Linked DNA regions of Bos taurus: region 2 is linked to region 1. A link is a contact called in public Hi-C data. All regions are on one chromosome and are shown on one strand. The core of a region is the stretch at or near the end of the contact, and the rest is flanking DNA. Distances in the headings are between cores, read along the strand shown. Region 1 holds the start of LOC112443556 (U6 spliceosomal RNA). Region 2 has its middle 26 kb from the start of MIR2372.

Region 1 (7,896 bases), core at 1,744-4,243:
TGAACAGAAAAAGATGTGATCCTTACTCTCATGGAGTTTATTATCAGATGGGGACACATATTAAATAATCACTTGAGCAAATCTAAAGTTTCAACCGTGGCACATGCTACTGGAGCCTATTACAGGAACTTAGGACCTAGTTAAGGATGTCACTTCTGTGAGGAAATGGCAAAGATCTGGAGGGTAAGCTGAGGTAATTAGGTGATGGAGAGAGAACTCCAGGTGCAAAGGTGCTGAGATAGAAGGACGCTTTCCTGAGTACGAGGGACGGGATGGCAGGTGTGTGTGCGTGTCCATGCAAGCACACAGAGGGTAAGGCTGGAGAGAGAGAGAGGAAGGAGTTCATACAGAGGTTTGCAGACAGTGTTCAGGAGTTTTTCTCCATTTAAGAGGAATGAGTAATATCAAAGCATTTTAAGCAAAGGGGACAGTTGCACCTTTATGATTAGAAAATATCACTGTGTTTATGGTGTGAAGAGTAGATTAGACTGGGTTCAGGTGGGATGCAGATAGATGAGCTGGAAGGCTGTCGTGTCCAGAGAGATGACAGTAGTTTGGATCAAAGACGAGACGGTGGGAGCGGAAAGAAGAATTACCTAAGGGCGGGGGTGTGTCTTACTCCTCATGCCAATAGTTTGGGCTTCACTACGTGGGTCAGTGGTAGAGAATCTGCCTGCCATTGCAGGAGGTGCAGGATCGATCCCTGAGTCAGGAAGATCCCCTGGAGGAGGAAATGGCAACCAACTCCAATATTCTTGCCTGGAGAATCCCATGGACAGAAGAATCTCGAGGGCTAACAGTCCATGGGGTCGAAGAGTCAGATACGACAGAGCGACTGAGCACACATCCAATACTTTGGCCCTTGAATTATTGGTTTGATGAATTAGAAGTAAATAGATAGGGAGCAAGAAACGATATCTAGTTAGGGAGTTTGAGAGTGTATGCAGAGAAGTTTTTGAAATGGAGTAATCTTTCATTTAATTATTCATCAATACTTATTAAATACCAACTATGTACTAGGCAGTTTTCTAGGTAGTTAGAATACACCAGAAAACGAAACAGGCAAACATATGTGCTGTTATGGAGGCTTACTCTGTATTGAAGGAGATAACATACAGTAGATATAAAAATGAATAATATGTTACGATGAAGTGTGGTGAGTATTATGGGAAGAAAAGAGCAAAATTAGAGAAAGAAAGAGATTAGGGGTGTGTACAGAGGGGAGGGGAGTTGCAGTATAAGGTAAGGTAAGCCTCACTGAGAAGGTAACGTTTGAGTGAAGACTTGAGGAGATGAAGAAATTAGTCATGAGGCTGGCTTTCTGGGGGATAAGTACTCAGGCGGATGAAATAACTCCAGGGTAGGAGCTGACATTCCCTACCTGACGTGTCCAGGGAATAGCAAGACCAGTATGGAAAAGCTGAGTGAGGGGGGACAGTAGTACAAGATGGCCTCAGAGGGGTCACAGGTGGCCAGCCTGGGGAGAGCTTCATAGTGATATCTCAGTATAGACACTCTTCCGTTACATCTTTATAAAATACCGTGGGATCGGAGACATTTCCCCCCGTGTTTGTTTGCTTGGTAGTTGTTCCACTGAGTGTTTGACCTACCATTGTTTTAGGTTAGGGATCTGCACACTTTTTCTGTAAGTAGTCATTGTATTTTCCACCATATGGTCTGTCTTGCAACTACTCAGCTGTGTCGGAGCATGACATCAGTCACCCATACTATGTAAATGAATGGGCATGCCGGGGTTTGACTGGTGAACAGTGTCTGGGCCTCGGCCCATACTTTGCCCACCACAGTCTTAGGCACTGAGAATGTATGAGTGAAACAAACAAACAAAAATATTTGCTCTGGAGAAGTTTAACAAAACATATAAGTAAAGTGCATGATATGACAGTTGCGTAAGAGGATAAGGATTTCTAGGGAGGGAAGTTTTAAGCAGAGTGATCAGGGAAGACCTCACTGATATACAAGCGAAGACCTGGAGGATGCGAGGGAGCAGACCAAACCTCTGAAGGGAGACCTGAGGGAACAGCAAAGGGTAAGGTCCCAAGGGCCTGTACTATGAGGAAATGTTACGGAAGTTGGATTTTTTTTGGCATTGTTAAAGGGGAGAAAATGATAATGTACGTCAAGGCCGTAAGCTGTAGCCACCTGTCTGCCATGCCTGATGGGTGAGGAGCAATACTTGAAACAGTTCTTAACTAGTGAGAATTTGATCTGTATGTCTTATTTAAACTTAGGTTGTATGGTCTAAGTGTTAGTACCTTTCAAAAAAACGAAATTGAACCAAGTCAAGAGCTTATTGACTTTATTTGATGATTCATGGATTGGGCAGCATTCAGTCTGAGCCAAATAGAAACGAACTCTGAAGAGCTGTACAGAGAAAAAGACTTCTAGGCAGAAGGGAGCAGGAACAAGGAAGTTACACTCGTCCAAAAAGTGTGTTGGTTATTGCTAGGTTACTGTCCTCACAGAGGATGGCAAGGGTTACCTAACTAATGCTAATCAGCAGTTCCTGGTTGGCTGGTTTGAGTCCATTTCTGGGAGAGGCAAAAAACTGTAGTTTAGTTCTCAGTTTGATGTTACGAGAATTAGCATAAGAGACTCCATTTGGGGCCTACTGTGTTTTGTTTTGTTTTGTTTTTTTAGTAAATTTACTGTGTTTATATGTAGCTTTTTAAAAAATAGTCATGTCAACTGGCCTTGTCAAAGGTGTAGACTAAAACCCATTCTTTCTCATTCAGTAACAAATAGCTTGTAGACTTAGAGTATGTGAATTTCCCAGGGTTTATAAATAAGGAACACTACCCTCTGCAGTAAATTACTGCATGATGGCATTCTACTCTGTTCAAAAGAAAGGGAGGTTTGTAAGATTGAGTTAACTGAGCCGTGTGCAAAACCAGAAAGCCTAGGTGTAATGTTCTACCAAAGGGGAAAGAAACGAGGTGATGGGAAGGATAATTCCTGTTGCTGACCACAAGGTGGTACCCCTAGACCAGGAGAAGTAGGCGGAAGTGAGGAGATGACTCCTACTGTGACAGGCCATTAGTAATGAAGGAATTATACCTTGAGAAGTCACTAGTTCAGGGAATTGTTAGGATGTGGGCTGGACTGAGTAGTGACTATCATACGTAGTAGTAATAGGCGCTCTTTTTAAAGTACTGAACTGAATTGGTAACTGTGGAAATGGAATTGACAATAGAAGAGTGGGTAGAATTTACTGACAATGTTAGAATTAAAAATAGAGATATTGTTGTATGGCCGAAACCAACACAAATTGTAAAGCAATTATCCTCCAATTAAAAATTTTTTAAAAAATAAATAAATAAAGTGACTTCCCTGGTGGTCCAGTGGCTGGAACTCCAGGGTTCCAATGCACTGGGGTCTGGGTTCAATCCCAGGTCAGGGAACTGGATCCCATATGCTGTAACTAATCCCATATGCCACAGCTGAGACCCAGTGCAACCAAATAAATGAATAAATAAATACTTTTAAAAATAATTAAAGATAAAATTGAAAGTCCTAAAGTCTGCTTGGGAGAAGTAGTAAAATAATGTCTGTTTTCCTAAAAACAAAAACATTGAAAATTGTATTTTTTAAATGAAAACCAATAGAGATCTTTCTCGTTTGTGTATTTAGTGTCAGTTTGGTAGCTGATACTATCAAGGAAACGATCCCGGATGGGAAAGTAGGAATAAATCAGAGATGAAGATGTGTTTTGACTTTTCAGTTGTTCTCTAGTAAAGGTACTTTATAGAACAAAACTCATATGCCAAAGAAAGTAACTTTTAGGCTATTGACCCTAACTCAGAGGTCTAGAATGTGTGAAATGAAGGGAAAGTCACTCAGTCATGTCTGACTCTTTGCAACCCCATGGACTATACAGTCCATTAAATTCTCCAGGCCAGAATACTGGCGTGGTAGCCTTTCCCTTCTCCAGGAGATCTTCCCAACCCAGGGATCCAACCCAGGTCTCCCTCTTTGCAGGTGGATTCTTTACCAGCTGAGCCACAAGGAGGTCCAGAATGTGTATGTTTGTTCTAATGCAGTATATTTCTGTGGTGACCCGCAAGATGCCTTTATTATCCTTAATGATCTTACACTAACTTTTAATGTGGTTGTCCTAAGAGTGGAATTGAAGGTGTAGCTAGGATGTTCTTGACCTTGGCAGACTTACCATGCACAGTTATCATCATAAGGATGCCTCTCCAAGTTTTATTTGGTTTTATTTTTAACATCTGAGTTGTATTCCTTCTGTGACGAAGGCTCAACATAATGCAAAGGCAAGTTCACTCTTTAAGTTGAATTTAACCTCCTTTTCCTTTATATTACAAAATATATAGAGACCTTAGAGTAATTAGACCTCTAAAGGAACATAGTATGTGCCTATACCTTCTGCTTTCCCCTTTTATTCACAGAGGATTTGAGTACTTTATCAGTAACCTTCAGTCTTAAGAGGGAGGGAGAATTTTGGCCCCCAAAGTCCACTACTCGTTTTTATTTTTTTTTAATCCAGAACATTGTTACAAGAATTTGTCTTGTGACTATTAGCTTCCCAAAGACTCATAGGTAGATAAATAGAAGGACAGACCAGGATCATGTATGATAGAAGATGATTACTGGAACAGATTGGTTTTTCTTCAATGATCATAATGCAGCATTTTATCTAAAGAAAGATAGGCAGCTTTGGCAAGTTAGCAAAATATTGTAAGTATTTGTTTAGTTAGTTTGTAAGTATTAGCTTTAGTAAGTATTTGTTAATATTTGACTTGTTTCAGTGTTACATCATCATGACCTGTGATTTCGTCAGTCAGTGGGAGCAGACCAGATTTCATACTTCAGGATCAGCATGTATTTATTAGGCATTAGTGTCTCTCATTTTATCTATGGTTTGACTTTGAAAGCATCTTATTTCCTAAATAGAATCCTTTAAAATATGTAAAAGATGTTTGATTTCAAAAATCAGTCTTTGGACAAATCTCTTTGTAAAAAGAATTAGCAAGGATTTGTTGGTTTATATATTACAAAAATATATCTTTAGCCAAAGATCAAGTAAAATATTTGTTGGTGGTAGTTTAGTCGCAAAGTTGTGTCCGATTCTTGTGACCCCATGGACTGTAGCTCACCAGGCTCCTCTGTCCGTGGGGTTTCCCCCGCAAGAATACTGGAGTAGGTTGCCATTTCCTCCTCCAGGAGATCTTTCCAACCCAGGTCTTCTGCATTGCAGGTGGATTCTTTACTGACTGAGCAATAGAACTGGCAACTACATTTTATTTTATCACAGTAACATCTTACTGGGGTAAAGAGCCCTGACACAGATTTCAATATCATTGTAATGAGGAAGCTAAGAATTTAGAAACCTTGATTACAAAATGAGCCCCTTGCAACACAAATGATTTTCAGCCAAAAGATCGCTGGCTATTGCCAGGTGATTAGCAAAAACGCAAAGACTATTAAGGCTATGGGCTAAGCCTAAGCAAGCTCCTCATTTTACAGATCCAAAAATGTTGGAAAAACAGCCTGAGGTAATAACTGTGATACTAGGGACCCTGGGTCCCTTCTGATTCCATGTTCAGCTTTCTTGTCTTTCTATCCTGTTTGTATGTCAGAATTGAAGAACATGATTGTTGTGATCAAGTAGGGGACAAGAAAGGGGGACAAAGTTTTTCTTTTTTCAAAATAACTTAAATAAGCTTTTTGAATGTGAGCAGTGACAGAGGCTGATTTTCCCACTACTCTTGTTTGGTTTCTTCTGTTACTACTTTTAAACAACTCTGGTCATCTTTTACAGATGAGTAACAAAAGTCATCCTTCTGACTACTACCCTTTGCTGTTGTGGGTCTTGCCAAAACTAATCTTGTAGCCATCAGTAATGCCTGGAGGTAGCTCAAAGAGAAAACTGACCTAAAGAATGGCCTTCTAGCAGTGAGATTCTGGGATGCTAGATGAATTTGGAGTCTCCCTGGGCTCCATCAGGAAACTGCAAATCAGGAAGATCCTTGGCAGTCACAGATGTAAATCTGTGTTTTAAACAATTCACTAAGGACCCTAGAGGCCCATGAAAAATACGGAGTGCTTCAGGAATTTGAGTATCATCCCTGTGCAGGGCCCGCGTTACTATACTCTGTGTTCCAATTTCAGTATATGTGCTGCTGGAGCAAGCGCTGGGGTGTTCTCACATCGTCATTTTGAATACTTGGTCATACTGGTCCATCAGCTCTTGGTTGTTCTAGTTCTTCGGTGTTCTTCTTAAATTATAGTCTCCAAAACAGAATACAGTTTCCACATGTGGTTACGAGAGCTTAGCTATCGCTTTTCTCGTTTATTTATTTCATTGCTCCAGGTCTTAGTTGCAGCATGGGATCTAGTTCCCTGACCAGGAATCAAACCCAGGCCTCCTGCATTGGAAGCCCAGAGTCTTAGCCACTGGATCGCCAGGGAAGTCCCTATCACTTTTCTGATTCTAAGATCCGATATGCTTCTTTTAATATATTTAACTCTAGTTTGAAGTTTCTTTTCCTTTTTGCAATCTTTTTCATATCTTTGATTTTCACCTGGTGAAAGTCATAGAATTTAATTCAGAACAGTTGAAATTTTTGTTGATAGTGCTTTAAAAATACAGATGCCCACTAATTTTAAGAATGTTATAAGACTTTGCTAGTGAACTTTGTTTTATCTTTAAAAAAAATTACTTCCCAACTTCCAAATAATAGAATTTTCAGCCTACTGGGATAAAGGAAGCCTCTGAAATTATAACAGAGTTTCTTAGGAAATCAGAAGTGATATGGATCTGCCTGGTTCAGTAGGGCCCTAATTTACTTACAGTAAGATAGCACATGTTGCTTTTCTATCATATTTGTGATTGTATGATCTTAGATGTCTTGAGGGCAGGAGGAGAAGGGGACAACAGAGGATGAGATGTTTGCATGGCATCACCAACTTAATGGACATGAGTTTGAGCAAGCTCCGGGAGATAGTGAAGGACAGGGAAGCCTGGCATGCTGCAAACAGTAAGCCATGACTTAGTGACTGAACAACAATAGATATCAAACGGTTTTTTTTAAAAAATAATATTCTGAAGAGCTGGCACTTTTGTTTAAACTGTTAGAAAAGTTTGGTCCTACAGTGCAGAGTGGTAACCTGAAAAGCAATATTTGACATTTGAATATTGCTTTCTTTGTTTGGGGGTGAATTATTTTAGTTTAAGAGAAATTCCCAGATTTAATTTCTGAGCTAGAGTCTTAACCAGATGTTGACAAATTAATTTGAACTTATACTTTCTTTTTGGCAAATATCACTACCAGGGAAGTAATTCATGTCCTGGTTTACTTGGGAAAGATGTTTTTAGAAAGCTTGCGTACCACTGTTTCTAGAGGCCCTCTGCTGATACCTTCTGGTACTGCTGAGAGTGTTTAATGAAATGGCTAATTTTTCTGCATTAGGTTTGTGATTCTTACTGGCTGCAGTGTATTTTAAACAAAGTTTCTTGGTTAACCGTCATAATAATCCCAAAGTCTTATTTTTAATTACCAACTTGGTCTTGGAACTAACTTTTAACAAATGTTGGCACAAATTCTGAACTTTTGCATAATGTCTTGTAGTTAGTAAATAGCTTCAGGATTTTTACTTTGGTCAGCAAGGTGGTTTTGGTTTTAAATAACCAGAAGATAGACAGTGTGCTTTGAAAACCTGTGTGTGTTAGTCACTCAGTCGTGTCCAGCTCTTTGTGGCCCCATGGACTGTAGCCTGCCAGGCTTTTCTGTCCATTAAATTCTCCAGGCAAGAATACTGGAGTGGGTTGCCATTTCCTTCTTCAGGGGATCTTCCCAACCCAGGGATCGAACTCGGGTCTCCTGTATTGCAGGCAGATGCTTTACCATCTAAGCT
Region 2 (7,896 bases), core at 2,500-4,999, 34 kb after region 1:
GCTGTACACATGGACCTGTAACAGTCCTACTGCAAACATGTTGAATAAGAAGAGTGCAAACTGAACTTACTTTATGGTAGCACAGGAAATTGCTATTAAATTTCAGTCTGTTTCCAGCTAGTGTTTTGTAAGAAGTAGATTACTTTGTGTGTATTAGAAGTTTAGTGTTTGAGAAGAATCCATGTTAAAGCCAGCAGTGTCTAAAATCCAAAGGTAACACATATAAACATTTCATAGCTTTCTTTTTCATTTAATAAAATTTATCCCAAAAGTATATCTCGCTGAAGTTAAGTGAACTGTGGCTGGCTATGTGACTTTAGACAAGTAATTTTACCTCTCTGAAGCTTTTTCCTCATCTGAAAAGTGTTATCTGGGATCCCTGAGAGATGTAAAATTCTGTGATCTGTTTGTGAGCTAGATTATAGTCCCAAGAAAAATGACTTTAGATTGCAACTGCCAGAAAAAATATCTAGTTGTATACCAGGAGAGATCTAATTTTATACAGTTATTCTTAGCTAAGGAAAATAAAAATAAGTTTGACTTTAATGGATAGGCTTAAAGTTTAGATGCTAGCCGAGTCCGAATAATTCAGATTTGAAAATAGCAAGAGAATTACACTTGTTAGAGTCTGAGCGCTGAGATGATAAACATTTCCTCTACCTGTTCCTTGTCAGGAGAAAATTTAAAATTTCTCTGTGAAAACAGACATTTCTTATCATGGAAATTTACCTTATATGCAACAGATTTATCTTCTTATGACGGTGTGTTGGAATTCAAGTCCTTTTTCTTGGACTCCTCTTAAGGAAAAGTTAATCTTTTAGTTCTAATATGAACTAGGGTGGCGGGTGTAAAAAAGGTAAAAAGTAAAATAAGCTTTTTATTTTTACAGACTATTCTTTTGAACTTGAGGTAGGCTTGAGAAGCCCCATAGAGGAAGTGAGATTTTAGCTGGACCTAAAGGATTTAAGGGCTTCCCTGGTAGCTCACACAGTAAAGAATCTGCCTGCAGTGTGGGAGACCCAGATTTGATCCCTGGGTTGAGAAGATCCCCTGGAGAAGGGAATGGCTACCCTCTCCAGTATTCTTGCCTGGAAAATCCCATGGACAGAGGAGCCTGGCAGACTGCAGTCCATGAGGTTGTCAGGAGTCAGGCACAACTGAGCAGTAACTTTCACGTTCAAAGGATTTGGATTAGTGGTTCTCAACTGTCCCTTCCCCTTTAGCCCCAACATATTAATACTAATACTGTAAGAATGTGACTTAGGCTTAAGGTAGTAGTAGTACTTTGGGGGTGACCTGATAAGTACCTCACCGTTCTGATGCACGCTCCAGGAGAATCCCTTCCTTTGCGTATCATTGATATCAGTGAAGGAAGGACAGAAGGAAAATATTCCAGGAAGGAGGCAAGATTACCAGGTACGGTTTTAAGAGGAAGAGCTATGTCATATTCAATACCTGTTTGTTTGGGGAAGTTCTAATATGAACATCCTTTAAAAATCTAATCTGAGAGTTAGTTTATATTTTCTGTGGGGAAATTTAACCAAAGTAATGAACAGTGTGGGCTTCCCTTGGGGCTCAGCTGGTAAAGCATCTGCCTCCAATGTGGGAGACCTGCATTCGATCCCTGGGCTGGGAAGATCCCATGGAGAAGGGAATGGTAACCCACTCCAGTATTGTTGCCTGGAAAATCCTGTGGCCAGAGGAGCCCAGTGGGCTACAGTTCATGGGGTCGCAAAGAGTCGGACACGACTGAGTGACTTGACAGCCAGCCAGCCAATGAACAGTGTTGTCATCCTAAATTCCTTAACTTCTATAGGGGTAAATACAGGAAACAGTCTTCCAGATAATGTATGTGGGTTATTTAATATTTCCACTTAGTATTATGTATGGAATTTTAACTGTAAAGTCTTAACATACTTCTCTAACATTCTTTCCCTGTCTTCTGGTCACTTGGTGAAATGTATATCGAAATGATGCACACAACACCTGAGTGTAATTGCCCATTTTCTCTGGGTTGCAGAGTGTTTCTGTGTGTATGTGTGATTGTGTTGAGACTTAGGAGACTAGCCATAAAAGTTGTTTTCAGTGAACACTTTCTCTTTGGAGAAGATTGAGAATGTGACCCAAGCTATTCAGTGTCCAGTGGTAAGTGATTATTTTAGTTTCGAATTTTACAAAATGATGTTATTGATCACTGTAATGAGATAACACCCAACCCTTGGGACTTCAAGAAATTGTAGGGCATAGAGTAGAAATTCTGTGTGTGTTCTGACTCGGAGAAAACTTGGAACTTAGTAAATGGAGATTGTGTTTGAAGGTGAATAGTGACCTCACGTCCTACTGCTCTTTTCCTTTACTCAGACCACTTGCAGTATACCCCCTTCCTTGCTGTTTTCTCAAATGCACACGTAGCCTTGGGTCCTTTGCATTTGTTCTTCCTTCCTTCTGTAATCCTGTTTCTCCAGACATGTGCTTGGATTGCTCTTGTACATCATTGAAGTCTCAGCTCAGAAGTCACCTCTTCAGCAAGGCTTTAGCTGTTTTCTTTAAAACAGCAAAATTACTCCCCCTCCCCACCCCTACACACTTGTTCCTCAGCTCTCCTTATTTCCCTTTGAGTTTCTTTTCTTTTTCCCCTCTGGTTTTCTGGTTTATTTATTGTCATCAGTATTTTCTTACTCTGCCCCGCACCCATCATGTAAACTTCATGGTAAAGTTTATGTAAACTTTATGTTGATCTATTTTTTTCATGTCTGTATACAGGAAGACATGCCTTTCAGTCTTCTTTTCTCTGGTTGCATGTTGGAATATAGAGGCCTTCCCTCTTCACCTTATAAATAAAGCTCGGTGTCAAGTGGTGATAGCCACCTTTCATAAGTGCTATGTCCTTTGAAAAAGTGATCATGAAAGAAACGCTAGAGCTATACTGACTATTGGGGAGTTGTCTGTGTTACGTCTGCCTTTCCTGGACTTTGGAGATACAAAAAGTTGTTCCTCTGTAGACTTTGTCATTTAGACTCCTGCATAAAACATCACTACTTAGAAACTAGAATCCTAATGAAACTTCCTTTCTCTATTAGTCAAAGAACAAATACATTTAGGTATTTAGATATTATGGAGACTTTTAAGAGCTGACATCTCTCTGTCGGGCTAAACTGAGAAAAAGCCCTCATACTTCATTCTTGAGCTGTCTCTTGGTTTGATAAACCTACCCCAGCTGTTGTATTAGCCACAAAAACACACTTGTGTTTGAATATACTGATGGCTTCCAGAGTCACCTTGCCTATTTTTTAATTTAAGAGAAAGGGCAAATGGCTAGTATAAAATAGCTTATCTTAAAGGACAAACTAAATGGAATTCCCCATTCTGGCATCTAAATTAGCTGAATTTTTAAGCAAGTTTTCATTTTCTGCCGTTGAAGTTGTCAGGAGTACTCAAGCTTTGGGTGATAAGTGGAAGCACTATCTACTGCTACCGTCCATATTTCCTATTCTCAAATACAACAAACAAAACAAGGAAATAACATATCACAGCTCATGATAATCAAATTGTATTGAGCAACTGACCTGAAAAGTCATAGGAAGGATGGTAAACATTCCCAAGAGATGCCCTTCTACCTTTTTTTCCCAAGTCCTGCTCAAGTAAAAATAGTTCCCATGAGAGTCAAAGGAGGAGTCAGCAGGGAGGGAGCCTGCCATGTCTGTCAGCACCACTCTAGTCCTACAGCTGTGGAGACGTGGAGACACAGGGACCTTGACTCCGGCATGGCTGTTCATTTCACTGGTGTTGCTTTCCTGCTTATGCTTTGCCAAGACCTCCAGTGTGACCTCTGTGTTGCTAAATCCAGTCCTTGGTTCTCAGTTCTCCTCTTGATTTGAACATGTGGCATGCCGGTCGCTCTGTCCTCAATGAACACTTTGCTCACTTGGCTGTCAGGATATCATACTCTTGGTTTTTCTTCCACCTTACTGGTCCTCACCAGTCAGTCTCCTTTCCTGATCTTTGAATTATGTAGCTATAGCCTAGACTCAGTCCAGTTTACTACTTTCTTGGTGATCTCATCCAGTCTTACAGTGTTAAGTACCATTATATGTTGACACTTCCCAAGTGTATAATCTCAGTCCTGATCTTTGCCTTGAATTCCAGGCCCGTATATTCAGCTGCCTGTTTGACATCTCCATCGGGATGTCTAACAGACATTTGAGACATAATATGTCCCAAACTAAGCTTCTGGTATCCTTTCCCCCCTGGTCCCCTTGCACTTCTCCTTCACAGTTAACAACACCTCCACCCTTCAGATTGGAAATCTTTGAGTCACCTTTGATGCCTCTTTCTCACTCCCAGTTTATCAGCAAATCCTCTTGACTTCACTTTTAAATGTATCTAGAATTTGCCAATATCTGTTCTCTGCTGACACACTCTTTCACCTGAATTACTGCATTAACCTCCTCACGAGTCTTTTAGCATCTACTTTTGCCCCACTAGAATTTTCTTCTTATCACAAAAGACAGAATAATCCTAATAAAACTTAAGCCAGATGATATTATTCATATGATCAAAACTCTCCAGTGTTTTCCTTTGTTACTCACTTGTACGCGGTCCGTAGAGCCCTACACAATCTGTTTCTTCATTAACTCTCTGACCACACTAAGGTAAGTTCAGTCGCTCAGTCGTGTCCAACTCTTTGCGACCCCATGGATTGCAGCACGCCAGGCTTCCCTGTCCATCACCAACTCCCAGAGCCTACCCAAACTCACGTCCCGGAGTTGCTGATGCCATCCAGCCATCTCATCCTCTGTCGTCCTCTTCTCCTCCTGCCTTCAGTCTTTCCCAGCATCAGGGTCTTTTCCAACAAGTCAGCTCTTCACATCAGGTGGCCAGAGTATTGGAGCTTCAGCTTCAGCATCAGTCTCTCCAATGAATATTCAGTTTGATTTCCTTGACATTGGCCCTCTAGCTATTCCTGGAACGTACCAAGCACTCTGCTCCCTCAGTACCTTTGCACTGTACTCTGCTGTCTCCGGGTTCTTCTTTCTCCAGGGAGCCACATCATTCATGTGGTCATTGCTTTCAGATCCTACCTTAGGTGTTGTTTTGTCAGATCTTCTTAGTGAGACCTTCCCTGAGCACTCTAAAATATAAATTAGGATATCTCCTTGTTTTATTTTTTATTCCTATCATTTATTACCTTTTAGTGTACAATAACTAATATACTATATGATTTACTAATTTATCTGTTCTCTTTCCCTCTTCCTGCCCCCACCTCAAGAATGTAATTCCTTGGAGAGTGTTTGTCTATTTTATTAACGTATCTTCAGCATCTAGGGTATAGTAGATGCCTAGTTCCTGTTTATTGAAAACGTGAATGAATTGTTTCTTTGAAAAAAATGGAAGGAAAGAAAAGCGCCATCCTGAATTAAGAATGCAGTATTCCATGGAACATTGTATTTTATTATTGAGCAGAAATCTTAGTGTATAACTTTTTAAAAGTGGTTTCATCATTTCCCTTGAATGTAACAACAGCATAGTAACCTTTTGCCTACTCTTTATTTTTCAGCTTTTTTATAAATAATGAATCCCTAGAGATTTCTTCTTGCCAACAAGAAAAATCAAAGTTATTCACTCTTATTTAGTTTGATTCTATGATTTAGATAGAACAAATGTTATTGTCCTACTTAGTAGATATATAAAATAAGATTTCAGTGTCTCTTATAACTCTGCTTTTAGTTAAATTCATGCTGCTGTTGCTGCTAAGTCGCTTCAGTCGTGTCCGACTCTGTGCGACCCCATAGACGGCAGCCCACCAGGCTCCCCCGTCCCTGGGATTCTCCAGGCAAGAACACTGGAGTGGGTTGCCATTTCCTTCTCCAAGTTAAATTCATATTAACACAGAAATATCTCCTCTCTTGGTAGTAAATGCCAAATTCCTTAAGTAGATTGAATTCTAGGTGGGATCATAAAGCATGAAAGAATATAAAACTAAATTTTACTTAATTGTGTCCAAATGTGGGCTGTGTACTAGTGCCCTGAGAACTTTGAGAGGGGAAAATAAGCTAGGAGAGCTTGAAGAAGATGGGCTTTGAAGGATAGACGGGTAGGAAGCCAGTGAGCGGAGAGGAAGCAGAGTCGGTCAGAAGATTATTGTCTGTTTCCTTTTCTTCAGTATTCCTGGAATCTGTGTCTCATACGTGGTTTATTTATTGAATGAAAGAATGAATGAATGTGATAATGAGCATTGTCCACTACGTGATCACTGAGAGCAGTTTGGCGAACAGAGTATGTGTTGGCAAAGAAAATGTACAAAGCAGTTTGATGAAGCCAAGTCTGGAACGTTTCGATGTCCAGATAAAGATTTCAGACTGGTTTGATTAAGTGTTAGCAATCCAGCCCATATTCTTACTAAATATTTACTAAGAAAACCCATGATGTAAATAGTGTGCTAAGAAGTTTTGTCTAAGATTATGGCTCCTTCCAATAGAACTTTCTGTGAGGATGGAAATGTATCTGTGCTGTCCAGTGTAATAGTCACCTACCATATGTGGCTGTTGAGCCTTGAACTGCAACTGGTGTGAACGAGAAACTGAATTTTAAACTTAATTTAAAAGCCTCCTGCAGTTAGTGGCTGCCGTATTGGACAATGCAAAAGGATATTGGCTGGGAAAGTGAGCGAACTAGGCCTGGGAAAACAAGCAGTGGTGTTTAGAGCAATCCCGCCATGAGTGACGACGTTTCGAAAGGGGAAGCATCTGCTGTCCAGAAAGAAGGACCAGCAGGATCGAATGAAAAGGAGACGGAAGGAGGAAGACTCAGACTCGCATAGCATCCAAGACTTTGGGTAATTAGGAATTATTAAGGGAACAGGATATTTGGAGCAAGCTGAAGGGTGGTTTGTTGGTTTGGGTGTAAGTACAAGTTTGGGTGTATTATGTCTTTGATGAAGATGTAATGGCCAAGTGGAGAGACTGTGTATTTGGAAATAGAGAATTTGGTGGTGATATTAGTGTAGAGATAATACCTGAAGTCATGAGTGGAAGAGCTTTGAGCAAATAATAGAGGAGTGAAGGTGGTGATTAGTGTCATACAGCAAAGAGAAAAGGATGAAGGCTGATTGAATTTAGTTGTGAAACTATAGGTTTAATAGAGGAAGAGACCCTAGAGATTGTCATCTAATCCATTCCGTTTACAGAGGAGGAAAGTGCTCAGCGATGGGAAATGAAGTGTTGAAGTATACACAGCTTGTGAGTGTCAAGTGGATGTCTTGACCCTAAATTCTCTGCTGACCCTTCCGTTTACTTCTCTTCTCATTATGTGAGCAAAACAGAAAAATCTTACTGAGGAATATAATTTCAGTTGACTAGGTGGGAAGCTGGTTAACAGACCGATAAGTGGAATATGGGATAGAGAAAGGACATTAGTAAGTGTGGACAGCTTCTTTAGGAAGCCTGGCGGGGAGGTGGGGGGTGGGGGGTGGGGGAAGGGCTTGAAATGGATGTAATTGGAAGAGGCAGTAAAATCAAACCCAAGTGTTTTTTTGGTCACAGAAATGTCGCTGAATGAATTATTCTGGCTTGACAGGCAAGGGATGAAAGTGACAGAAGTCTTAGCTCCCTTACTGGCACCTAGGAAGGCGGGTAATCGACCCGGGACTGTCCTCAGTGGGGTCAGAAGTCTTAGCTCCCTTACTGGAGCCTAGGAAGGCGAGTAATCGACCTGGGACTGTCCTCAGTGGGGTCAGAAGTAGACAATCCTTAGGTCTACTCAAACTGCTTAATGACTAAGCCTTCTGACTATGTATATACAGAAACAGTCATGCCTCACTGCATGTTATTCTCTTCTGGTTTAAGATGTTGATCGTTGGTGTGACTGCCATTTTACTTGGAAAGATATGACTTCATA

Evidence for each region. Hi-C and Micro-C count contacts between places; a contact is called where the count stands out from the background.
Region 2: a Hi-C map of liver shows a contact between it and region 1, with 2.0 times the contacts expected there. The contact joins two enhancer-like sites.

What each region holds. Positions count from the first base shown.
Region 1 is chr22:55,995,463-56,003,358 of ARS-UCD2.0, forward strand. LOC112443556 (U6 spliceosomal RNA) reads right to left here and starts at 6,174; the gene lies at 6,071-6,174. It also overlaps a transcript of TMCC1 not described here. Within about 2 kb of position 2,994, at least 7 of the 102 cell types and tissues checked have an H3K27ac peak or open chromatin away from gene starts, as enhancers often do. A contact at or near this core is called in liver, where this site is marked.
Region 2 is chr22:56,028,487-56,036,382 of ARS-UCD2.0, forward strand. It overlaps a transcript of TMCC1 not described here. Among named protein-coding and RNA genes, the nearest start is that of MIR2372, 26 kb to the right of the region's middle. Within about 2 kb of position 3,750, at least 10 of the 102 cell types and tissues checked have an H3K27ac peak or open chromatin away from gene starts, as enhancers often do. A contact at or near this core is called in liver, where this site is marked.